Linked DNA regions of Sus scrofa: region 1 is linked to region 2. Evidence: chromatin contacts called from public Hi-C data. All regions are on one chromosome and are shown on one strand. The core of a region is the stretch at or near the end of the contact, and the rest is flanking DNA. Distances in the headings are between cores, read along the strand shown.

Region 1 (2,700 bases), core at 147-2,646, 190 kb before region 2:
CACAAGCCCCATTGGAATGACGGGTAAGGAATGGGGGCTCAGGGGTTGGGAGGTCAAGGGCTCAGGGGACAGTGGCTGCTGGCCCGGCAGTGACCCTGTATACTGCATGCACCCAGGGCCATCCTAGGTTTCGTGAATAAGCAACAGGCCCATGACCTGCTCATCAACAAGCCCGATGGGACCTTCCTGCTGCGCTTTAGCGACTCAGAAATCGGGGGCATCACCATTGCCTGGAAGTTTGACTCCCGTGAGTGCCCAGTGTTGTCCACATTCCAGCCCCCAGAAGCCCCGCCTCCCATTTCCTTGTCCCCCAAGCTCCCTCAGGCCTGCATCTTTGAGGGGCTGGGAAAGATAGGAACTGAGCTTGGGGGATGGGTGGAATGTTGCTCAGAAGCACCCTCCTTTTCTGTCGTTTTCCATTTGGGAGGCCCTAACATCACTGGCCCCCGAGACTCCTGAACTGCAGGCAGGTCTTCCTGCCGTGTCATGCTTGCCTTTTCCGTCCCAGCCCAGCCTTGCTGGTATCTGCTCGCCTGTGGTCACTTGCTCGCCCTGTGCCCAGCGAGAAGCACAAAGGTGGGCGGCAGTGCAGGCTAGTAAGAGCCCGGATGTATCTGCAAGCCTGCCCCCAGCCCCACAGCTCTAATCCTCCTCCTGAGGGCGGTGGGTTGTGGGAATGAACTTGGCCTTTTCCCAGCTGACCGTAACCTGTGGAATCTGAAGCCTTTCACCACGCGGGATTTCTCCATCCGGTCCCTGGCGGACCGGCTGGGGGACCTGAGCTATCTCATCTATGTGTTTCCCGACCGGCCCAAGGACGAGGTCTTCTCCAAGTACTACACTCCTGTGCTCGGTGCGTGCTGCCGGGGTACTCCTGGGGCTGGGCGGCGGGGACGCCCCAAGAAGAGCCCAGGGGCTCTTTCCCCTGGGGGTGTGGGTCCGTGGGATGGGGCCAGGCACGTGGAGGGGACTGCCGGGCTCAGAGTTGAAGGGAGAGAAAGCAAAAGCGCTGACCCAGCTCTCCTCCCTGCAAAGCCAAATGCTGAGCGGGCTCTCTCTTCTGTGCCTTTGGAGTTAGAGGCTGCGGCGTCGGGGGAGGAGCCGGGATAATGCATAGCCACAGATAACACTCCCGTCTTAATCAACTGCCCTCACCTCTCTCCACCCTCGACCCTGCCCCCAAGTTGAGTGTAGGAGGCAAAATGGACAGGTTTTTCTCCTTTAACCTGTCCCCCTTCCATTGGCTGTGCTGGCTCCTTCGTGTTGATTCGGTTTCCTGGGTGGGGGTGGGGGTGGGGGAGAGAACGCAGGTGGCCAGAAAAGGAAGCAGGAGGAGGGGCCTGGATGGCCCTCAGCCTGGTGGGTCAGCAGGTGTTTATTGGGCAGCAGTCTGTGGGAAATCTCATCCCTGCTGAGGCCCCATGTCCATGTGGGGAGGAGACAAACCACAAGGCTGGGTTTCTACTCCCTGAGCTCCCAGAGACTTTGGTTCTTATCCCAGCTCCGGCCTCGGCAGCTAAAGCAGTGGACGGATACGTGAAGCCACAGATCAAGCAAGTGGTCCCTGAGTAAGTGTCCAGGGTCCAGCTCTGGTCTCCTGCTGCCTTGGTCCTACCCCGCCCCTGCTTGCCTCCCCCCACCTCTCCTCCCTCCCATTGCCACCCCTCCTCTTCCCTTCCCCCTACACCTGGCCCAGCTCTGGGGAGGGAGCTGGGCGTGGTCACCAGGGCCCCCCCCCCCATGCCCCATACCCAGGGACCCGGCTCCCGCAGCCGGAACCCCAGGCTCAGCGGGCACTCTGTCCTTCTGCACCTGAAAGAGTCATGAAGCCCTGAGCCCCTCCCCAAGTCAGCTGCCCCCCTGCCCCCGCCCCAGGCCGCTGAGGCTCTGCTCTGCTTCCTCCCCAGGTTTGTGAGCGCCTCTTCAGACTCTGCCGGGGGCAATGCCACCTACATGGACCAGGCCCCCTCCCCAGCCGTGTGCCCCCAGGCTCATTACAGCATATACCCACAGAAGTAGGTCGTGTTCTCCTGGGGCTCCGTGGGAGGAACTGGGCTGCGCTCCGGGAGGGTTGGTGGGCAAGGAGTCCGGAGCTCCTCGAGGTCTGAGTACCCCCAGCCCAGCCCAGGCCAGGGTGCAGGGTGGGTGAGATCAGCCAATAACAAGCAGAGAGCATTTTGAAACTATACATAGCAGAGTCCTTGCTCTGGTGCTGATTAGCTGTGTGACCTTGGGAAAATTATTGTGCCTCTCTGAAGCTGTTTCCTCATCTGTAAAATGGAGGCAAGATATACCTACCACATGGGATTGGGGTCAGGATGAAGGGAGAGAGGGCAGGTGAAGCCTTTAGCACGGGTGTGGCTGTTGGAAGAGCTTGAGACAGGGTAGCTCTGGATGGGGAGGGGGGTTGTTTTTAGGAGGAAGCAGGGAATCAACTGCTCCTCTCTGGAGTTCCCGGAGTAGAGAATTAATTGTCTTTGGAGTTGTGGGTGGCCTGCTGTAGGGGGACAACCACAGGCCTGAGAGTCACAAAGACTGGAATTTCAATCCTGATGCCACCTGCCATCCACGTGGCCCTGAACAAGTTTCCTAGCACGGCCCAGCCTAGCTTCCTCCTCTACAGTGAAGTAAATACCTGCCTTACAGGTGGCTGCGAGGACTGGTGTAATGTGGCTGTAAGACCCCAGCCTTCCCAGGCAC
Region 2 (2,700 bases), core at 178-2,677:
TAAACTCACACCCTCTCCCCCTCCCTCCCAGAACCCCCATTTAGCACTGGGCACAGCATACGCAGCTGGGAGTGGCCCGGAACAGAGGTCCTGGCTGGCCTGTTTGGTTGGCTGTGTCTCGGGCCAGGCCTGAGCCCGACCGCAAGCATACTCTAGGCAGAGGGTTCAAGTTGATGCTCTTTCCTGGTGCAGACCTGGAGACCTTTCCCCACCCCTAATCATGAGTCTTGAGTGCAGCACTCTAGTCATCCGGTGGGGGAGTCTGCCCTCCAGCGCTCTCACTCCCCCACCCACCCCCGACCCCAAGTCAGGTGAGTGGGTCCTGGGCCAGGAAGGTCCGTATCATTTACTGTTTGCTGAGTGGAAGCAGCTAGCAGGGCTGCCAGTGTGTGTGGCTGTGAAAGCTGCGTGGCCCTGCCCTGCGGGCTGGTGGGGAGCACCCCCAGGAGGCCACCTCCCTGTCACCCCCACACCAGGATGTGGATCTTGGGGCCTTTCGATCATGTGTTGGTGCAGCACTGGCTGCTTCAGCTAAATTGAGCCCCACTCCTTCAATAGTTGAGAGAAGCCCCTAAATTGGTCGGCCCTGACCATCCCACCCCGCCCCCTGCTTGTCTGAGGGAGCGGCTCAGAGCTGCTCACTGGACTCTCCCAGGCTGGGCCGCCCACCCCGGCCTCACCGCGCGCCAGCCAGTGTGACCTGACCCAGCCCTTGTGCAGAGCCCCCTCCTGTCTGGCCCCTGTGGTTTACATGATCTTTGCTCTGTTTACAGCAGGGTTTGAAGCAGGGTTCTTTGTCCGGAATCCTGCCCAAGGCCCTTCTGTTCAGACATTCCTGTGCTGAATAAAGTGTGTTTGACTCTATCAGGGAGGCTGCCTGTCTGCATGCCCAGAGCCCCCATGTCGCTCAGGGCTCAGCCCTCTTGAGCCCACCTAGTATCTTAATGCCAGCATTTCTGCTTTTTTCCCTGATCAAAGGCCACAGCTGCGGTGGCCCTGGCCAGGCAGTTAGTTTGTGAAATTCTCACCTTATCTCAAGTTTCCCAGGCGCCTCTCCACTCCCTGAGCCAAAGCAGTTTGCATACACTACCCTTGGTGGGGAGGGGACTGGGGGACCCGTCTCCCTGCCAGTGCCTCACACGCAAAAACCCCTGGCGGACGACTGCGGGGGAGGGGGGCATCTGGGAATCTGCCCACCCTCCTCTCCCTCTTCTGCAAGTGTGCTCTCCAGGGCTCAGCAGCCTGGCTATTTTGAGCCCTGGTGCCTTTGGCCTTGGTGTAAGTGGAGGCTCAGCGTGGGGTTGGTTCCTCAGGGCAGCTGGAGGATTCGAGATGCTGAGGCAGGCAGCCTGAGAGCCAATGGGCTGTCCAGGCAGGTGGGCTGGCCTAGCGGGTGCCTTCTCCCTCCTCACTGCCATGTAAGGTGTCCACATTCTTTCTCGGCCCTCCCCCTCCATTCCTCCCTCCAGGGCAGGGGCTGCACCGGAATGTGAAGCAGGCTGACAGCGGCTGCTCCAGGAGGGCCAGGGACACCCTGTTCATTCCATGCTTCTCACAGCCTCCTCCCTGCCAGGCCACCTGCCCCAGAATAGGCCTGTGGGCGGCAGCCAGCACTCACTCCTCAAATGAGAAGTTTAGGAATTCCCCTGTACAGTGCTTTTAAAGTATCTGGCGTTGTCACTGCAGCAACCCAGGTCGCTGCGGTGGCACAGATTCAGCCCTTGGTGGTGGAACTTCCATATCGTGTAGGCAAGGCCAAAAAAAAAAAAGTTCATGGAGTTCCTGTCGTGGCTGGGTGGTTAGTGGACCCGACTGGTATCCATGAGGATGAATGTTCGATCTCCAGCCTTGCTCAGTGGGTCAAGGATCCGGCATTGCTGTGAGCTGTGGTGTGGGTCGAAGATTCAGCTTGGATCCCTCGTTGCTTGGCTGTGGTGTAGGCCAGCAGCTGCAGCTCCAGTTCGACCCCTAGTCTGGGAACTTCTATAATAACAAGGGTGTGGCCCTAAAAAGACAAAAGTTAAAAGTGAACATTCAGGTAAATGAGCTCTTTTAGCCTCTGCTCTGTTACTGACTCAAAAGGTGGGGGGCATGCTGGCTGCAGCGGGAGCCCTGCAGTCCCCTTGCTTGCCTGCTCTGGGTTCTCTGGGGTCTCACCAGCAGGAGCATGGGTGGTCATCCTAGAGCCCCAGCCCCTCGGAGCCCCTGTCTGCATGTGTTCTCACTCCCTCAGCCTGCAGGAGTCAGATTTGCCATAGAAAATGATAACCTCTACTTTTTTTTTTTTTTTTTTTTTTGTCTTTTTGTCTTTTTGCCTCTTTAGGGCCGTACCCGCAGCACATGGAGGTTCCCAGGCTAGGGGTCGAATCAGAGCTGTAGCCACTGGCCTACACCCAGCCACAGCAATGCAGGATCTCAACCCACAGAGTGAAGCCAGGGATCGAATCCATGTCCTCATCGATGCTACTCGGGTTCGTTAACTGCTGAGCCACAACAGGAACTCCTATAGCCTCTACTTTTTTCTTTCTTTTTTCTTTCTTTTTTTTTTTTTTTTTTTTTGTCTTTTTGCCTTTTCTAGGGCCACTCCCTCGGCATATGGAGGTTCCCAGGCTAGGGGTCTAATCAGAGCTGCTGGCCTACGCCAGAGCCACAGCAACGCGGAATCTGAGCCACATCTGCAACCTACACCACAGCTCATGG

Evidence for each region. A called contact is a pair of places that touch in the nucleus more often than the background predicts.
Region 1: a Hi-C map of omental adipose tissue shows a contact between it and region 2, with 2.0 times the contacts expected there. The contact joins two enhancer-like sites. A contact is called at or near these places in 3 of 5 promoter capture datasets (fetal liver, fetal skeletal muscle and liver), 21 of 47 Hi-C or Micro-C datasets (alveolar macrophages, blood, brain and 13 more) and 2 of 2 datasets of contacts at active chromatin or transcription factors (alveolar macrophages and skeletal muscle).

The regions. Positions count from the first base shown.
Region 1 is chr12:20,475,932-20,478,631 of Sscrofa11.1, reverse strand. It overlaps STAT5A (signal transducer and activator of transcription 5A), which reads left to right. Exons shown (of 19, transcript NM_214290.1): 14 at 1-23; 15 at 117-247; 16 at 698-853; 17 at 1,502-1,568; 18 at 1,908-2,015. Among named protein-coding and RNA genes, the nearest start is that of STAT5A, 22 kb to the left of the region's middle. Within about 2 kb of position 1,396, at least 11 of the 83 cell types and tissues checked have an H3K27ac peak or open chromatin away from gene starts, as enhancers often do. A contact at or near this core is called in epiblast stem cells, fetal liver, omental adipose tissue and 1 more, where this site is marked.
Region 2 is chr12:20,286,573-20,289,272 of Sscrofa11.1, reverse strand. It overlaps ATP6V0A1 (V-type proton ATPase 116 kDa subunit a), which reads left to right. Exons shown (of 22, transcript XM_013980945.2): 22 at 1-864. Among named protein-coding and RNA genes, the nearest start is that of HSD17B1, 17 kb to the right of the region's middle. Within about 2 kb of position 1,427, at least 36 of the 83 cell types and tissues checked have an H3K27ac peak or open chromatin away from gene starts, as enhancers often do. A contact at or near this core is called in epiblast stem cells, fetal liver, omental adipose tissue and 1 more, where this site is marked.